Linked DNA regions of Mus musculus: regions 2, 3, 4, 5 and 6 are each linked to region 1. The links are chromatin contacts, called in public HiChIP or PLAC-seq and promoter capture Hi-C maps. All regions are on one chromosome and are shown on one strand. The core of a region is the stretch at or near the end of the contact, and the rest is flanking DNA. Distances in the headings are between cores, read along the strand shown. Region 1 holds the start of Nkx3-2 (NK3 homeobox 2). Region 2 has its middle 290 kb from the start of Gm35380. Region 3 has its middle 200 kb from the start of Gm35380. Region 4 has its middle 170 kb from the start of Gm35380. Region 5 has its middle 250 kb from the start of Gm35380. Region 6 has its middle 230 kb from the start of Gm35380.

Region 1 (2,993 bases), core at 24-2,523:
GATCCAGCGCCTCCCAGACCACCTCAACCACACTTCCCCACCATCTCCCGCCTTCAGGTAACTGCTACTTTTGTTTCTAGCTCCCTAGGTACTCAGCCAAAGGCTGTTTTGCCAGTCCTGGGGTAAGGGAAGTTAAACGCGCCCTTTCCCAAGGCTCCCCACTCCTACGCTGTGACAGGATCTGCAGTCGTTGGCATGGCTGTGTCAGGGATCTACCTCATAGATTTTTGGTCCCCCTTTCCTAAATCTAGAGATTTTAAATGGGCACAGCTGAGGCACTGCAGATGAACTCAAAGTTCTTGGTGCAGAGCGCAGGCCACATAGTACCAGGACACCCGGCTCTAAGAAGCTCACTTGCTTCAGGTTTGGGGCAGCGCGCGCCAACGCGAAGAACTTGGAGACTTCGCTAGCACTAAGCCCGGCAGGGCGTCGTGTTCCCACAGTAGGCCCACCCCGCCTCAGAGTGCTTGACCTCTTAACCCACCCCCTTCAGCCCAGCCCCCTTCCTGGAGAACCCCCCGCAGCAGCAGACCTGAAACGCTGGCTGACATCTCGCTGTCGCTGCGGACCGGGGCTTCCTCCTCCAGGTCCTTGGCGGCGTGCAGCTCGCAGCCTGGCTGGTCCAGGCCCAGGGTCACCCTGGCGCGGCCGGTTCCACTGGCTCCCGGGACATCGGCGCAGCGCCTCCTGCCCTCGTTCTCTTCGCTCAGGGCTGAGTCTGAGTCCCAACCTCCCGGACTCTCTGCGCTCTGCCCCACGGCTGTTCTGGTTCGGGCGGGAGATGCCAGAAGAGAGTCCTCGGCGCCCCCCAGCGCACCGGCCTCGGTCTCCCCGAAGATCCGCCAGCAGCAGACGGCGGGCGCCGCGGTCACCGCCACCTCTGTGCCCCCTGGTGCCGGGCGCCCCTCCGGCGTAGCCAACCCGCCGCGCTCCTCTTTCTTGTTGAGGATCGCCTGGATGGAGAAGGGCGTCAAGGTGCCGCTGCCGCGCACAGCCATCTGCGCCGCAGATCGGAGCCGGCAGCCAGGAGGGCAACTGGGGCGCGGGGACAGCTTCGAGCCTGACACGGAGCTCTGGGCGACCTCAGCGCGAGTGAGAGGGGCGCGCCAGGCCCCCGCAACCCACTCCTGCGCAGCACAGCAGCCCCCGCCCCCCTCAGTTCCAGGATCCGCGCCGACCCTCACCCCACCTCACAGGCCCACCTCGCCAGGACCCCCTCCCCTGGAATCCAGCGCCAGATGCTCTTCTCCTACAGCCCGGCCGATTATCTCTTCGCCCGTGGCCCTCTGGGGACCGGCCCGGGTCTGTCCTCTGGGGAGAGGCCGGCGAGAATTGTCAAGGGTCCTCTCCGCGTCTGCAGTCGCCTCCGGAGCGCCGCCGAGGCGCACCGCCCAAAGTCACTTTTTCTGTGCGCCTCTGTCTTCCCGGCCTGTAGGGCTTCGCTCCTGGCGGGTCCTCCCTCTTCCCCTCTGGGCTGGCTTTTCCGGAGCCTACTCCTCTGGCGCCCGCAGTGACAGCTGAGGCCCCTAAAATCGGAGAAGAGCGGGGACACCTTTTACCCTCTGCCGGGGTTTTATCTGTTTCTTCTCTTTGCTTCTGCGTTCCACTGTACCCCCCCCCCCCTCCCATCAGAGTGTCATTCCTCACCGCTGAGTGACAGCATCGGGCCACGCCCCTTCACTAGCTGTCCTGGGCTCTCCCGGCAGTGGATTGGCTGGTTCCAACTGGAGGCCGTTGACTTTAAGAGACTCTAGTCCACCAGTTGAGTAGCAAAAGACAGGGTCTGATTTAACCCCTTCCCTCCTAAACCTGGTTCTCAGTAGCATCCTTCAGCATCGAGGAGAACCATCATCCCGAAACTTTGTTTCTGATTTCAGTTCCGATAACCATCGACTCTAGCGCTTTTCTGGAACACCAGTATGAACCCCAGCTCAAAATTTCGGCGAAAACTCAACAGAAAGCATCTCCAGATGTGACGTATAGTTTCTGTTCTCTAGGAAGGAGCCCAGAGTCGAAGAACAAAATTCATCTTTTTTTTTCCTTCCACTCTTAAAGTTTCTCAGCTGTTTCTCTGCTAATGCTCTTTACTGAAGTAATCTGATAATTAAAATCACTCTACTAAGTACTCCTATCATTTTACGTTTGATTGGATTGGATTTCTGTAGACGACTTAAAAAGCTAGGTTGAAAAATATTAGTTAAGCACCAAGTGGGGCGAGGAATTGGAAAGCATTTGGGTAGAGAATTTTTGGAGCTGGGTATTCGTCTCCTTGGGCAATCAACTCTGAATTTAATTGGATTTGTTCAATTTGTTTTACATCAAGAAGAAAACATAAAAATGCTTTTAATTTGTTCTTTAAATATTCTGTTTCTTGTGAGTTGAGAAGGAGTAGATAAGTTTGAAAGAGACTAGCTGGGAGTTACACAATAGTGAGATCCAGAACTGAGATTTAATGCCCTTAAAAATAAGAACCAAGTTATTTTACTCACTAGAAGGAAGTAAATACAAAATATAAACATTGTGGTTATGTCAAAACATATGTTGCCTATTTACTAAACATCTTTTTAATGACAAGTTTGTTCAAGTGACAAATCTTACTGACTGCTCCACAAATGTGACCCGAGGCTTGGTCCAATACACAAGCTTGAACCTCTGAACACATTTAAATAGTTGTGATGTTAATTTCAGAAGCTGAGGAGGCCACTTCATTGGTGTCATTAAAATAGGGAAGGCCTCCTGCAGCTGCTTCCCAGAGCTGATCCGCACTGCGGGGGAGAAATCGTTACCCAGTCAAAGTCGTCCGCCTCGCCTCGGGAGGAAGGTTAGAAACTTGTAGACTTCGTGGCTTGCAGTTGCCTGTTTTCCTGCCCTATGAAGATGCTGCAGGGTCCCTTGGGGTAAGGGATGGGCCTCTCTTGAAGGGGCTACAACTCTTCATAGTTCTTCACAATTGTGTAAGTTTTGAGGGAAAGATTTAAATTCGTTGTTAGTAG
Region 2 (3,106 bases), core at 408-2,907, 440 kb before region 1:
TAAAGGCTACAATGAGTCTTTGAAAAGTGAAGTAAAACCAGCATTGATGCCTTGGCTCCTGAGTTTGTCAAGGCCATGGTGTCTTCCAGACCATTCTACCAAGCTCTGAAAATCACCATACCAACACTCAATGAAAAAGAAGTGGGAAAAAACTAGCACATACTTCATGAAAAAGGTTTGTGAAATAAGTCTCATGATTCAAGGAACACTCCAACAGAAGTGTAACCATAGGTGAGAGGAAGTCAGAGTGCAGAATTTGATACACAAATAAGAATTCAAGAGATGATCAGAAGGTAATGACTCTTTTCAGACTTGATATTCATCCTGACCTGAATCCCCAGTCCTGAGTTTTCAAGTAACGCCACTCCCAAAAGAAAATTAAAAAATAATGTTAAAAAAAAATCTACTAGAGACCATTAATACTTCACTTGTGACACTCCAAAGAAAGTATGTCATATATCCTTTGAAGCAAGTTCTTAGATTGCATCAGTAAAACTAGAATGAAACCCTCTGTGCCAGTTAACCCATCCACTCAGCATCCTTGAACAGCATAAACAAGAAGTTTATCTCTTTAAAATTCAAAATATGTGGTATGTGAATCACCTTTGAAAAGAGGAATTAGCATGTCACTCAGCAATTCCATCCTTGAGTATTTACTCAGGAGATTTTAACAACATGTCTACATAAAATTTAGAAGAAAAATGTTCAGAACAGACAATAATTTGGAGACAATCCAACTCCACCTCAATAAAAAAATAAATGAAGACAGTGTGGTATATCCATGCAAAGAAAGAGTATTCAGCAATAGCGAAGATAGTGCTACTCTCACGTAGTGTAGCGTGGATGGGATTTAGAGACACTGTGCTGAGACAAATGAACTTGATGAGAAAAAACTTGATGAAATATGAATTTGTTCATATGAGATTCCCAGAAGCCAGAGAAATCTACAGGCATACATCTAGAAGTGAAAAATAAAAGAGTGTTTGCCAGGAGTTGGGGAATGGAGAGATGAGGGTTAACTGTTGAGAGGTACTAGGGTTCTCTGGAGGTGGGAGTTGGTGAACATATTTGGAAATTAGATGGTAATGATGTTTGAATAGCTATACAGCAAACCACAGAACTGTGTCCATTAACAGGGGAAATTTTAAGTTATGTGGTTATATCTAAATAAAATCATTATTTTTTTTAAGTTTGTAGCATATATACAGTGCTCCACAAAACCCATCATTCCCTCATAAGTTTTGTCAACTGTACATTAAGGAAGATACTAAATTTTCACTCATCTTAAAAACAGAGCATTTAAATTAATCATTAGTGGGTTTCCCCACAGTAAATCACATGTTTAAAGCAAAGAGATAAAGATGTAAAACATGTACTTAAATTTAAAATAATAGCATAACATTTTGAGAAAAGAAAGGATTTAATTTTAACCTGGCCCACTGTGTCAAGGAGGATAATTCTTGAGACTTTTCTAAAAGTAACCATGGACCTATTAGTGACACAGAGACAAAGCATTGGACCATTAGTGTTAAAGCACTGTGTGCAAAATTGCTGTAGACTTGGAATTAATTCCATAGTGTTAATTTCCTAGTGCCCTCGACCATGCTGGCTCTAGGAGACAGACTTGTTGGCAGCTGAACCATCTGGACTCAATTACTGGTTTCATTTTTTTCTCAAGCCACCAGTATTTTCTTTGAAAAAGGAGGTAGTTTTGGTAATCCGTTGTCTTTAGACCTGTTTATTTTACCTAAGAAGATGGTATTCCATGAAGTTGATATTCCATGCTTGGCACTATCTGCTCTTAGGTGAACAGAATTCCATCCTCCCTGGAAGTATTTGTCTCTGCATGGAAAAACACAGGAAAAAAAGAGCCGTAGTCAAATGAGCTTTACCAGAAAAGGGAACTCCAAGGAAGTAAGATGGAGCAAATGCATAAGGTCTCTTTCCTTCCAAGCTTACTGACAATCTAGGGGTGGAAAATAAGAATGCAGACAATCACAAAAGAAAAGATCAGATGCCTCCAGTCTGCTAAATAACAGGAATAACACTGAAGTAATGTATTTGGTAAATCACATGATACCTTGTTGTATATGCAACTACACTGATTATTTATAATAAGATGAAGGAATCTACTAAACAGAGACTGTCATTTGCTGAATGTGGTGAGCCCTGTTCCAAAATCTTTCCAAACACCTGCTCATTTAGCGTACATAGCAGGTATTTTTCTTCTCAAGTATGCAGATAAGGAAATCAAGATCTTGATATGTGATGAGCCAGAGTCATGGAATTAGAAACTATTTTCCTAGTATTTACAGCAAGTTCATGGCAATAAATTTGAGGGGTGGGGGATAAAAAGGCAAACAATTTACACTTCAGAAGAAATGCCTCTAGTTAGTTTCATTTAATCAGATATCTCTGATGTTCTATAAACTGGCAAAAGCTAAAGAGAATACCATCAGCTCAATGAGTAAGACATATTAGATGGCCTGATGGAGTCTATATACCCCTGGTTTCTTCTCATATTAATTCATTATCAACATTTGTGATAGACAGAAAATAGCATCATGTAAATCACAGTGCAGTGGATGACAGAAAACAAACCTTCTATCCACCCGAAGAGGCCTAAACAGTATTAAAAAGTAAAATTCCTCAAAACAATAAATAATCAGGGTAAATTTTATCTTGCATATATCATGAGGAGCATGTTGACTGAAATGCCTGTTCCCCAGACACCTCACACCTCCTCCCCTCATCCATTTTACCACACTCATTCCTCATAACAGCCCAATGAATTGGTTCTTTAATCTTGCAAATTTTATAGAAAGATGCAGAGAGATAATTGACATGTCCAAGGTCGCCTACCTGCTAACTGTGCACTTGACTCTTTCTGTTCAGTTATGCAATGACATTTTTTAGTGCATGACTTATCTCTTTACACTCAATGAGAAGAGACACCCCCAAATGTGTCTTAAAATAGCCAGGAATAACTTTTTTTTAAAAAGCCGGGGTTTTTGAAAAGAATAAAGTATTTTAGATACCCTTAAACAGGCAACGGTGAGTAGAGAGGTGTGTACAGGAACTAGTCAGCTAGTCAGACTATGAAATT
Region 3 (2,932 bases), core at 64-2,563, 340 kb before region 1:
TAACTAATCATGTTACTGCCACCAAGTCTAGGACTTTGGATTAATACTTGGCTGACAGGCGCGTTTGCTTCCATCCTATGAGTGATCCTTACTTTAACGACCCCTACAGTTAGTGATTTCTCCTAAATATTTATTTCTCCCTCAGGGAAAGATTTCTCTAAGAACTTGCTCTCTGCCCAGCATATTCACAACTCTTGATCTGTTTTTCTTCTATTTGTCCACTTAGAGTTTTTGCTGGAATCAATTTTACTAATTTCCTTCTGAAAATTAGCAAGTCAGAGTAAATCTTTCCTGTCTCCCCTACATTCCCCTCTGCTTTCTTGGTTTTTCCTCTCAGTGTTAGCTTGCTAGAACTTAGATTTGCATGGCTTTCTCTCCAGAATGGCTCTTCAGTTAAACAACTGATGTTGAGTCGTAAGAACAGAGCAAAAAGGAAAGAGAGATGTGGGAGGGAGGGGGGATAAAGGAAAGAAGGGAGGGAAGAAGAGACAAGAAGACTGAAACTGAAATTTGCAAGTTTTTTGATTCGAACATTGCAGTCATCACCTATGCCCTTCATTTTTCTAAATGACGCTTTTCTTGACATTTGTATCACATTTTTCAATAAAAGACATCATCACTGTAACACTTTATCTCTCCCACCTACCATCAAATTGACAGCTAGGCAAAGCTTCCAGTATACTCAGCCTTCTTGGACGATTCATGTCCAATCCGTTAAATTAATTCAACTATGGCCCAAGTCCAGTCTCAAAGCTGGCAAGATCTTCGGGCGATGTATGCATCCAGGAACAGAGATAGGTTAATCAAACTTCAGCATCTACAAGTGTCTTTCCAGAAAAACAAATGGGCTGGATCAGATCATCACCAAGAGCCTTCGGATTGTAATATCCCATGCATAAATGGTTTCAAATTGATAATTCTCATAATTTACGAGAATCTGATATCCACCAACGATCCATGAGCTGTACCTTACAAGTTGTACAGTAATAAAATTCAATTATATTTTAAAAACTAAAGGCTTTACTAGCTGTGCAATCTGTTTCCAGAACCCCAAACCTGGAGATTCACTTTGAGGCATTCTCTGGGCTTGTTTCCCCATTGGCTGATCTGATGGCAGGCAGCTTGTTAACTGACTTTTATCATTTGTTTTCACAACAACCTTGAGACTCCTTAGAGCAAATTGTAATGGGCAAAAGCATACTCTCTAACTGGCAGCCAGGAAGCCCAAATCCCAGCCCAAGAGGAAAGGCCAACTCCTTAATTCCAGGCTGATGATGGGGCAGAAGTCATGCTGAGGTTAAGTGACTTATGCAACTGCACGGAGCTAGCCAGCATCCAAGACAGGATCCTGGACTTGCCACTTCACAGCACTCAGCTCTCCCAGCCACTGTCCTTTTCTGAATGTTTTCAGTCTGGCATGATCCACAGATAAAGGAAACTGTGGTTTTCACATCATGGCGGAAGCTATTATTTTCATGGTGAATAATAAAAGCAGAGTGACCCATTTTGGAGCTTCCAGAGGCTCCCATTCCAGACTGCATTGTTTATTTCTTGGGCTTTCAACAGGTTTTATTTGGAGATATGAATTTTTAACACGTTTGCATAGCTCTGCATTTCATTTCAGGGCTCTCTGTCAGAACCACTCATTTCCCCCCACCAGCTAAGCTGTTGAAAAAGAAAACCGTCTCGAGGCCAGTCCAACCCTACAGTTTAAAAGCTGGCAGGGTCTGTCTTCCTTCTCCCCCTTGGGAGGATTAATTTGCTTCTTTTTTATTCTCAATGTTTTATGATTTCAAATAAAGGATATAATGGTGCCATTGAGAGTTGAGAAACTGCGGAAGATAAATAGTGTATGTGGGAACTGCTTAAAATGAGAATCGGAGTTTTCGAAGGAGGCAGAAGTAGAGACGGTTTTTATCATGTGAGTGAGGCCTATTAATGATAAAGGAAATTTCCTCCTTCTAATGAGTCTCACCTTTATAGACCAGAGGGAGGACAGACGGCTCCATTTGTGTCATAAACGTAAAGAAGTTGAAATCGCACTCCCAGGAATGTAATGTGTTTAATTCCAAAGTTGGGGAAGCAGCCATGAAAAAAAAAAGTACATTATTTCTGGACAAGCAAGATGGAGTTTGGATTTTTCATCTTGGTTTCATTGCCTGAACACTGACACCTTTGAGCAATATGCAAAAGCCATTGCAGGAAACCACTTGACTAAAGAGAAGTCATTTGAATAAATTATTTTGGTCACTGTTAACCTTGATTAGCTTCTGTCTTGGTAGGAGTCACCTGTGGAATGATCCATTCAAACCAGGGCTCCTAAAGCCCAACTCATCACCAAAGGGCTTTTATTAAGGGCTGGCTGCCACTTTACAAAATAAACTGGGCAAATGTTACTAACCTCCAGGAGCTCATAATTAAGGCCAGTGAAGTAGACATTTACTGACAAGGCACTGTGCGCAAAGCACTGTGGGAGGCAGGGACAACTCAGTCATGACTCCTACTATCCTGGTTCTCCCCATACGTGAAAAAGAAAAGAACATGTGCCCTGACTGGATTATGTTAGTACCATGAGACCAGTAGCCCAGGACTGGTTCATTCTACCAGCAAATGTCTCATAGTTCCAGCTACATTTAAACTCAAGAGATTTCAATCAAGTGATGTGCTCATATCTGATCATTTCAACGCCACCTAATCACTCAAGGCTATCCATTGCATCTTGGACATTGTATCTTTACCATGACCTTCAGAGCCTTGAATGCAGCTCTTCCTAGTTCTTTGATCTTATCTCCTGTATATACCCCATATGTTTTTCCTTCCATGATTTCTACACTTCTGCTGTCTCTTGCCAAGGTGCCTGCCACCTCTCCAAATGGAACATCTACCTCTAAGCCAATGGTTCCACTAATCATTCTAATCACAGCTAGCTTCT
Region 4 (3,182 bases), core at 448-2,947, 320 kb before region 1:
TTCCTTTGGGGAGCTTTCCGATAAGACTTCAGTCCTGGCTGACTCATAATAAAATATGAGGATACTGCTAATCTATGCTTGCATCTGAACCACAGAAACTATAAAGCAATATATGCTTCTGTAACTTGTTACAGGAAAGTAGAAGCTAAGACAGTTGTCAAATGTGACTTGCCAGAGTGGCATGCACCTAAACACAGTCTTGGGATTTAAAGTCTTTTCTTCAGTGTCACGTGCAGTTAAAAGTGTCCCTCATAGAGCATGTACTACATGTGAGCATTTCACGGGCTCTTGTTTGGTCATGCACATGGTGACCTGTACCAAGTTGAGATATGATATTCTGCCTCTGCAGGCAGTAAAACTGAGGATCAAGTAACTGATTCAAAATGACAAAACTGAGCTAAAAGTAAGCCAAACTGGGAGCAAAAGCTTCAAAACTGTCGGCTTTACTGTGGAACCACGAAATCCAAAACGGCTGATAGACAATAAGGGAGAGATCAGAAGACCATAAGCGTGAGAACAGGTGATGCTCAGATCTGAAAAAAGCAAGGAGATCTGCAAAGTAAGAGGAAGGAGAAAACTGGAGTGTTTCTCTGCTAGATCTGACCTCAGGGAATTCTCTGGTCTCCTTGGGAAATTGGAATAGCAGTGAAGATAAATTTGTTTATCATAAATCCTGGGGTTCTGAACATTTCAGAGAAAGGTTTGAAACTCACAGATAAAATTCCATAGCCAGCATTCCATGGGTTGTCATAAAGCCACACAGCTCTGGATAACTACCTAAATCAGACGCTCTCAAGGCACATATCTGGCCACTTCTGGTCATCTCAGTTTAAGCACCCTTTTGTAGCAAAGTCCCTTTCCACTCAGTGCACATTCTGGCAACTGTTTGCACCTCCTGAAGTTTCCCTTTAACCTTGCAAATCTCTTCCCCTCCAGAAGTTGCATCAGCCTTCAAAAAACCAAACTGGGGGTGGGGGTGGGGGTGGGGGTGGGGCTGGGGCTGAGAGAAAAAGCTTACAGAAAGCTTGCAAGGATGTTGAGGTGTTACAGGCATGTTCTCAGAGAGGAGCCCTTTGATAAATGAGCCACGAGTCTGTGAGAGAAAGAGAGAGAGGGAACAGCCAAGAAGTCAACCTCTTCCTTCCCTCAGATTTATGAATTTTCCAGCTAGAGGCAAAAGCATCACTCGGTCATCACTGAAGTGCAGAAAGGTGAGAAGGGAAGCGAAAAGACCAGAGATTCCCTTGGCGTGGAAGTATGTCTGTTTTATGTAACATACATGGTGTGTGTTCTAGTGAGCTTGTTGCATAGGAAATCCATTTAATTGTCCTCGTAAAATAAATACTTTCTTTGCTTTAAAAATGCAAAAAAAAATGTATATATTCCTTTCCTGGATAGCACAAGACAAAGCTTCAAAGTTGGTTCAAAAAACCAATACTTTTTTTGCTAGTGGAAAATAGCTTTTGATTCCTCAGTACATGGCTCTTTTTTGAAAAGTAAAATTATACGTAAAAATGGAGAGTATTTGCAATATTTGAGCTGCCATGGACTATTGTGCTAAAGTACTCAGAGAGTAAGGGCATTTTTAGTCATTTAACACAAAATGGGCTGCAAAGGCTGTCCTAGAAGATAATAGCTACACCACAGTCATAATTGTTTGCAGGACTAAGGAATGTGTGTTCTGGATGACTTTTTGCCTAAATGCCACATGACTCATACCCTCGGTGATATCCTCTGTTTAGTATATGTTGATTGGTGTGATGCTCATTACAGGGATGCTGTTAAGCAATGTTTGTTGTAACTGTGGAAGGAAGAACAAAGGCAGAAAGAAAAGAACACCCCCACCGCCCACCTCCTCACAAAGGAAATGAGTATATCACAGTGCTGTGCATCTCATGGTATACACTGCAGCCAAATGTGGCATGTGCAAAGAGCTGCCCAGCCTTGTCTGAATAACCTCATTTATCATCATTTGCTGAAGCCACACAGGCTGACCAGGGACAAAGAGAGAAGAGCCAAAGAACAAAGAATTGGAGTGGCTGGGTCTGGTGGCATCACTTCTGGCATGAAGCCTTCTTACTCATCTATGAAATGGCAATGATACTAAATGCTTTGCCAAAATCCCCTATTTTTTCCACTAGTCATTTACTTATTTTTATCATTTTAATTTCCAAGGCATTGGATACAAGCATAAATGTACCATGAGCTCTGCCCTCAAGAACATGGAGAGGAACACTTTTTTAAAAGTTTTTTTTATTAGATATTTTCTTTATCTACCTTTCCTGGTTCCTCTCAGAAAACCCCCTATCTCCTCCCCCTTCCCCTGCTCCTGCTTCCTGGCCCTGGCATTCCTCTATACTGGGGCATAGAACTTTCACAGGACCAAGGCCCTCTCCTCCCATTGATGACCTACTAGGCCATCCTCTGCTACATATGCAGGAGCCATGAGTCCCACCATGTGTTTTCTTTGGTTGGAGGTTTAGTCCAAGGGAGCTCTGAGGGTACTGGTTAATTCATATTGTTGTTCCTCCTATGGGGCTGCAAACCCCTTCAGCAAGAAGCACATGTTTGTCAAAAGGACTGCCAGATTAAGTAGTAGCAAATTGGAGAACATGGCATGGCATCCTCAAGCTGCCAAAACTTCAGGGTCATATTAGCAACTTTCTTGAAAAACATAAAATATCATGGTCAATTTCTTTCTGTCATCCCTATTTCTAATACCTTCTGCCTTCTTACTCTTATTTTTTTTTTCTGCTGACCTAAATTTTCTCATTAATTGAAAGACAATAATTTCCTTTTGGTGGCAGTGTTAGAGTTTGTGATGTATAATGCGTGGTGCATGCACACATATCTGACCTTGTAGGCACAGAGGCCAGAGGAAAATAACAAATATACTGTTCTGTCATCTCCTACATTAGTCCCCCTAAGATGACATCCCTCACTGGACCTGGAATTTGCTTTTGTTTTCTATAATGGAAACATGCCAGCTCCAGTGATTTCTCTGTCTTTACCCAGAGAGCACAAGAGTTACACCCATGCGCAACCATACCTGGCTCATATGTGAGTATTGGGGATATGGACTCGGGTCCTCTTGCTTGCTTAGCAGACACTATTACCCACCGAGCCATCTTCCCTGCCCCTCTCATGATTCTGTTCTCTTCTTCATAGATCTTTTCTAAAAA
Region 5 (2,752 bases), core at 123-2,622, 390 kb before region 1:
GGGACTCCCAGAGAATGAACCACTAATGAAGGAAAGTGCAAGGGCAGGACCTAGCCCCACACACACATATGTAGCAGATGTGTAGCTTGGTCTTCATGCAGGTCCCCTAACAAACTGGAATGGTGGCTGTCTCTGAATCTATTGCCTCCCTGTGGATCCTGTTCAACTAACTGGGCTTCCTTGTCTGTCCTCAGTGGGAGAGAATGTGCATAGTCTTCAGAGACTTGATGTACCAGGGTAGGGTGATAGCCAGGGTGGCCTCCCTTTTCTCAGAATAGAAGGGGAGGTGGGAAAAGGGGAGGAGCCGTGGGGTGGTGGCTTAAGGGAGGGATATTGGAATGTAATGTAAATAAATAATATTGAAAGAAAAATAAACAACTGGAGATTCTGTCTCAATAGGGGATGGGAAGGGTTTTCATGATTTCCTGCAACATATTGTAAAGTTCATCAACACAAATACTATAGGTTGATTGAAGACTATGTGTTGTGATAGAATCATGGCTCACATCTGGACTGACCACACCACGCCAATGCAGTTCCATGTGAGAGAGCTTTATTGTGTAAGAAGGGGGCAAAGAGGAACGAAAGAGACAAAGGAAGAAACGAGAAAGCAGAGGTCAAGTGGGTCTGCCTTTTATTTCGGCTGTGATATAACCACTCACAGGTAAACAAGGGAGGTAAACCAGATGGACTCTGGGAATGTATGGCGAATGCCATGCAACAGATGGTTGGGTCCCTGTCGCCTATGAGTGTCATCACCAGCATTGCTGGATTCAGACGCGACCTGCAACTGTAAGCTGGTTCCTGATACCAACACTATGAGGGAAATAAAAAGTGAGCATTTGGTGAAGGAAACAGAACATATAAATACTATTTGTAGGGTCTAATCAAGGGTTGTGGTGCTTACTCTAAAATTCTTATTAACTTTTTTGTACCACAATAAATGTCAAGAAAATCAAACAAGTTCACGAAAAAACTTACCTTCTCTCCAGTAGCAAAAGACTGATGAAGAATAAGACTGGGACCGGGCTTGATCTTTTCCTTCTGATAGTATACAATGCTAACTTGGGCTGTATTTCACACCCCTAACCACTGTCCACTCAGCATGGCCAGCAGTAGTCTCTCTCTGCCCTGCCTCAGGTCTAAAAGTTTTATGAAACAAAGCACTCTATTTTGGATCAAGATAATAGCCTAGGGTTTACTGTATGTACAAATCAGGGCAGGGAGCCTGTCCCTGTTGAATCTTGTTGTTATTCTTGAAGCAGGAAGTTGAACTTCCCCACCTGCAAATGAAACTGGAAACTTCGCCTCCCCTCCTCCAAACAGGACTAAAGAAAGAGGAGGGGGGAGGGGTTTTGACTGGGAGGCCTCTCTTAACAAGTACACAAAATGTCATTCTTCTGTCTCCACTGCTTGGCAAGGCTCTGAGCTACCTCTAAAAAGGCTACAGACTTTCGGTGGAAAGCAAGCCCAAGGAGCGCTCATTAAGAGCAAAATCACATCAGTTGTGAAAAGTGGTTCTATTTTGTTTTCCAATCTTCTTGATATTTTGGATTTTAAGAGTTTTCTTCCAAAAATACTTCCTAAGTCAATGTAGCTATTCTCCAGCATCTCAACCATGGGGACCTCTCATAACTTTGCAAAGAGAAGGCAGTTGTTTGCCTGGCCCAAGGTGTACACTGATTCTTTCATGCAAATATATCTTTCTACTCCTGTGGCCAAGTGCCTCGCTGTTATCGCCATATGTTTGTTCAAGTGGTGAGGAAATATTAAATATCACACGTTCTCAGCAGAGACTGGACAGTAATTATCAACAGATGGCAGCAGTAGGGGGCTGAGAGAGCAGAAGAGTCCTCCCGCAGGGGGGGGGGGGCAGTGCTAAGCCTCAGGCCATTCATTGGTCACCAACCTGGGCAAAGAAGATGATAACTATGTATCTCCTCTCTCTCTCTCTCTCTCTCTCTCTCTCTCTCTCTCTCTCTCTCTCTCTCTCTCTCCCTCTCTCCCTCTCCCCTCTCCCCTCTCCCCTCTCAGATTATCTGAAGCTTCCATGGCCTCAATCCTAAAGTACCAAGTCTGAGCTCCCACAGAAGTGATGGGAAATTTACCTGTGGAGTAGGGTCAGTCAGTGATCCTTGAGGAAAAGGAAGCATCACTAAGTTTTGAATGATTGGGAAATGAACAGGACATAGGTTGCCTGTGGATGTCATGAATTCGTCAGATATATACTGAATGCTTGCACTGTTCTGCACGTGGCACAAAGATCAGAGAAACACTGTGATTTTTAAAATATATATACCTAGTACTTGGGGAGTTAGCATCTAAATAATTTACTATCTATAGCCATGGAAATACATGCACTGGATAAAGGGTCATAAAAGTCCTGTCATTGCTTATTCTGTCCAAAACAGAAGATAAGGAGATGAAGGAATTTACCCAAAAGGTACTAGAAAAAGGGAAGGAATGCATGGATCTCACACCACACTCCCAAGTGAGGAGCTGTGGCTAGTTCAAAACTTCTGAGGAAGACAAGTTGGTTTCTTTTTAAAGGTATGGTCCTAGTAGGTCCACCACTGTCCTGTGGATGGCCCCATACCCAGGAATATATGATATATGGACAGCAGAAATTGAACTTAATGGTTTGTTTTTAATTAGAGAATAATGGAGGTAAGTTGCTTCTGGAAGGGGTTAGGGGAAAAATGGAGAAAGAATATGTTAAAAAACACATTATCTGAAGTTCCAAGAAATCAAT
Region 6 (3,199 bases), core at 111-2,610, 370 kb before region 1:
ACACCACGCACTTTGGCTGTGGAATATAGAGGACTCAATCTCAAACTGAGCAGAAAGCTGCTGCTCTGGTGGCTAGTTTTCATATAACCAGAGGGTGTATGCATGCAAACAGGGGAGAAAACAGGTCAGTCTTACCCAGCGCTGGAGTATAAATATTGCCTGGCAAGACATACTCAGGGATGTAATAGGGACTATGGAATAAGGCTTCTGATTGAATGTGAGGCCTACTTCACAGGGGAGAATTTTACCCCTAATATTGTAATCCTGATCAAAACTAGCTGTGGAGGTCATAAGCCCTTGGGCGGGGTGGGAGTGGGGAGGACTCTGCTATTTTTTTGCTAGATGTCATGAGTTCAACTCACCTTCTAAGTTTTTATGCTTTTACCCATAAATGTGGGCTGCTTTCAAGTTTTGTCAGAGGAGGTTCTTAGTCACTGGAATGGAGTATAATTAGTCAAAGCCCTAAGAATGAGCCTCAGTGCTCAGCCCTACACAGAACACAGATTTCTTTTCAATCCTCTGGCTCTTACATCCCTTCTTTCTCCTCTTTTGCAACATTCTCTGAGCCTCATTGTGAGATTCTGCCTTCTGGACATGGCCAGGGCTGTTGAAATCATGAACTCACAACAGCTGTGATTGCCTGCACACAGTCTCTACAAGATCAAACCAGCCAAAGTCTCATCAGCGATGGGTTAGATACTCTCCAGGCCCCACCCCTCACTGAGAAGCTACTGGCAGGGGAATAATGTGAGCACTGGTGGGTTTTCCAATGCTCCAGTGGATGATCCCACCCCATGCACAAATGGGCAGCACCAACTAGATTTAGTGGGTATCAAAAGAGAGAGAGAGAAAGAGAGAGGGGGGAAGGAGGGGGAGGGAGGGAGGGAGGGAGGGAGGGAGGGAGGGAGGAGAGATGAAGTTGGGAAAATAGTGTGCTAGGATGATATGGGTGGGAGTTAAAAGGAATGTATGGTAGATCCTATCCTATCCTCCATCGTATCAACTATGAAATTCTCCAAACATAAGGCAAACATTTGAAGTGCAAGCATATGTTCAATGACCAGTGATGCAAACACATGCATAAAAGCTTTATAAAGAAGATGCATAGCTGTGGTTCATCTGGGAAAGGATGGAAGAGACAGAGCAACAGAAGGAAACGGAGCTTTCCACTGCAGCCAGCACAGCTCCAGGCCCCCGGCCCCTTCCCACTCAGACCTATCCAGTCCAGATCCCTGAACGCTGGTCTCAACGATCACATTCTTGTTCCCTGGCAGGTCGTTAAAGCTGGTCAGACTTCTGGGGTAGCCCTCCCTAGGTTCATCCAATGATTTTCTGGAGTTCTAGGAGAAAGAAAGGCATGTCTTCAGGTCCAAATGGCAACCCGGGACTGGAAGCTGGGAGAAGAAAGAGCTCTTTGTCAATGGGTGTCACCCGCGGACACAATCTTATTTTCAGTTAATCAATTCATATACAGTAAAAAAGCCCCGAATGCAGCCCCTCATTAGCCCAGGGCTATAAAGAAGCTGGGTCTCAGGCTGCCCTAAACCCCAGAATGGCTGGCACCTCCACCCGGCGATTATCAAATTGGCTGGCATTAATCATTTTAACGACCAAACTGTGCTTTTTTTCTCTTTCTCTCTCTCTCACCTTTAATTTTAAAAATGAAAAATTTAAAAGACAGAGAAGGGGATGCTCACAGTGATTACTAGTATAAAGAAAACAAGACAGTTTAGTAAATGACCAAACGTTTTGAGTGAGAAAGTTAAGAGAAAGGAAAAAAAATTAATAAGTCTGAATCACTTTTGTCAGCCGTTTAAGCTGTGACCAGCAAAGCCCACTGTCAAGAGGGGTCCTTGCGTGGAGGCCTGCCTCAGAGAGCAGGGGGGACCCATCAATGGTCCCTTTATTTGTGAAAGATGGATTATTTTAAATAAATTACAGAGCACTTTCACTGAATAAACAGCCCTCTGCGGCTGCGGGGCGCTGCACATGCTTAATTGAGCCACAGAAAATCTTAAATGACTCTGGAGCTGGGGACTGCCTGGCCTTGGGTTCCACCGATGGGACCTGCGCCTGAGTGCGTTTCGGACTGAAGGCCAAAGCCTTGGAGAGGGAAGCAGCAACCTTAATCCAGAGTGTATACTTAGGAGCTTTCGGAAAACCGCAGGCTGGAGGATGCCCAACGCTGCACAAGGCTGCCTCACAAGCGAGCCGGCTGCGTGTCACTGTTATTTGTGTTTGATATGTTAAATTCCCTCAGCGTTTCTGGCGTGGAATCCCACTCACACATTGCAGAGATTCTTTGGCCAAAAGAAAACTTCAGCCTTTCTGGCTCAACCTCACCACCAACACCCCTCACCCCTCCCCCCGGATCCATGATCCCCAAAACACTCACACACATACATCTCCTGGGACAATTCCCAACTATCATTTCTTTAGCCATAAGTTCTAGTGTAAGAATTCTACATAAATGATTATTTTTAATCCTTTCTTAAGACATCATAGCACCGACAGACATTGTTATCTGCAGAACCCACAGTGCAGGTGGGAGTCAGTGGAAGGCTGGGACCAAGAAAGGGCGGGCATTTGAAACCTTTTCTGGAAGCCCAGGGCCCAGCATCCTGTGAGAGAGAGATAAAGAGCTATAAACCGAAGCAAATCAAGTCCGGAGAACAGGTACCGCTATGTTTGGTGAACTAAATGGGTCGTCCACTGCTATTGCTCCTCCAAATTAAACTGCAACAAGCAGCTACTGTCTGCCATGGTGAACAGCAACTAAGAAATAATAAGAAAAACAAGCAAAAACTAAAAAAAAAAAAAAAGAATACGGTCAGGTCTCAAAAAAAAAATCATAGAATCCGGGGTCTCTCCTGAGAATTTTTTTTCAACACAGTACTTTAATAAGAGACTTATCACCCTCCCCCCAAAATGTAGCTGTGAAATTCTTCCCCAAAGGTGACACAATTAATTGCACTTGCAGTTAACACAATTAAACCATGGCTGAAAGACTGGCTGACACCTCATAAATCTCAGACATTCAGAGGGATAATCAAGTTGATCAATCATTGGCTTGAACCACCTGAGAAAGTCTATAAAAGCCCGGGACCGTGGGAAATGATGAGTAACTACTGGCCCCTGCTTTCCCTTCAGATGCCACGATTGCTTTGAATCCACTTTAATTTTGCATGTAGTTCACTAA

The links. Promoter capture Hi-C pulls out the DNA fragments that hold promoters and counts their contacts. HiChIP or PLAC-seq counts read pairs in DNA pulled down with a chosen protein or histone mark.
Region 2: a promoter capture Hi-C map of second pharyngeal arch cranial neural crest shows a contact between it and region 1, with 4 times the contacts expected there. The contact joins the enhancer-like site here to the promoter of Nkx3-2 in region 1. A contact is called at or near these places in 8 of 39 promoter capture datasets (the 3T3-L1 cell line, 3T3-L1-derived adipocytes, the C10 cell line and 4 more), 4 of 115 datasets of contacts at active chromatin or transcription factors (embryonic limb bud, embryonic stem cells, pancreatic cancer cells and 1 more) and 3 of 9 other capture datasets (adipose tissue, embryonic stem cells and liver).
Region 3: a promoter capture Hi-C map of the SN4741 cell line shows a contact between it and region 1, with 2.3 times the contacts expected there. The contact joins the enhancer-like site here to the promoter of Nkx3-2 in region 1. A contact is called at or near these places in 12 of 39 promoter capture datasets (3T3-L1-derived adipocytes, the C10 cell line, the HPC-7 cell line and 8 more), 2 of 484 Hi-C or Micro-C datasets (the G1E-ER4 cell line and nephron progenitors), 3 of 115 datasets of contacts at active chromatin or transcription factors (craniofacial prominence, embryonic limb bud and embryonic stem cells) and 2 of 9 other capture datasets (adipose tissue and embryonic stem cells).
Region 4: a contact with region 1 is called in a promoter capture Hi-C map of the 3T3-L1 cell line, with 4 times the contacts expected there. The contact joins the enhancer-like site here to the promoter of Nkx3-2 in region 1. A contact is called at or near these places in 10 of 39 promoter capture datasets (the 3T3-L1 cell line, 3T3-L1-derived adipocytes, the C10 cell line and 5 more), 2 of 484 Hi-C or Micro-C datasets (cortical neurons and embryonic stem cells) and 1 of 9 other capture datasets (adipose tissue).
Region 5: a promoter capture Hi-C map of the 3T3-L1 cell line shows a contact between it and region 1, with 4 times the contacts expected there. The contact joins the enhancer-like site here to the promoter of Nkx3-2 in region 1. A contact is called at or near these places in 12 of 39 promoter capture datasets (the 3T3-L1 cell line, the C10 cell line, HPC-7-derived erythroid cells and 7 more), 1 of 484 Hi-C or Micro-C datasets (embryonic stem cells) and 1 of 115 datasets of contacts at active chromatin or transcription factors (embryonic limb bud).
Region 6: an H3K4me3 HiChIP or PLAC-seq map of embryonic limb bud shows a contact between it and region 1, with 9 times the contacts expected there. The contact joins the enhancer-like site here to the promoter of Nkx3-2 in region 1. A contact is called at or near these places in 6 of 39 promoter capture datasets (the 3T3-L1 cell line, the C10 cell line, hippocampal neurons and 3 more), 1 of 484 Hi-C or Micro-C datasets (nephron progenitors) and 1 of 115 datasets of contacts at active chromatin or transcription factors (embryonic limb bud).

Annotation. Positions count from the first base shown.
Region 1 is chr5:41,762,947-41,765,939 of GRCm38.p6, forward strand. Nkx3-2 (NK3 homeobox 2) reads right to left here and starts at 1,274. Exons shown (of 2, transcript NM_007524.3): 1 at 533-1,274. The coding sequence starts at 998. Gm46910 (a long non-coding RNA gene) reads left to right here. Exons shown (of 2, transcript XR_001784850.2): 1 at 1-57; 2 at 1,878-2,139.
Region 2 is chr5:41,324,189-41,327,294 of GRCm38.p6, forward strand. No RefSeq gene overlaps it. Among named protein-coding and RNA genes, the nearest start is that of Gm35380, 290 kb to the right of the region's middle. Within about 2 kb of position 1,658, at least 1 of the 459 cell types and tissues checked has an H3K27ac peak or open chromatin away from gene starts, as enhancers often do. A contact at or near this core is called in second pharyngeal arch cranial neural crest, where this site is marked.
Region 3 is chr5:41,418,013-41,420,944 of GRCm38.p6, forward strand. No RefSeq gene overlaps it. Among named protein-coding and RNA genes, the nearest start is that of Gm35380, 200 kb to the right of the region's middle. Within about 2 kb of position 1,314, at least 21 of the 459 cell types and tissues checked have an H3K27ac peak or open chromatin away from gene starts, as enhancers often do. A contact at or near this core is called in the SN4741 cell line, where this site is marked.
Region 4 is chr5:41,443,939-41,447,120 of GRCm38.p6, forward strand. No RefSeq gene overlaps it. Among named protein-coding and RNA genes, the nearest start is that of Gm35380, 170 kb to the right of the region's middle. Within about 2 kb of position 1,698, at least 11 of the 459 cell types and tissues checked have an H3K27ac peak or open chromatin away from gene starts, as enhancers often do.
Region 5 is chr5:41,368,764-41,371,515 of GRCm38.p6, forward strand. No RefSeq gene overlaps it. Among named protein-coding and RNA genes, the nearest start is that of Gm35380, 250 kb to the right of the region's middle. Within about 2 kb of position 1,373, at least 6 of the 459 cell types and tissues checked have an H3K27ac peak or open chromatin away from gene starts, as enhancers often do.
Region 6 is chr5:41,390,986-41,394,184 of GRCm38.p6, forward strand. No RefSeq gene overlaps it. Among named protein-coding and RNA genes, the nearest start is that of Gm35380, 230 kb to the right of the region's middle. Within about 2 kb of position 1,361, at least 26 of the 459 cell types and tissues checked have an H3K27ac peak or open chromatin away from gene starts, as enhancers often do. A contact at or near this core is called in embryonic limb bud, where this site is marked.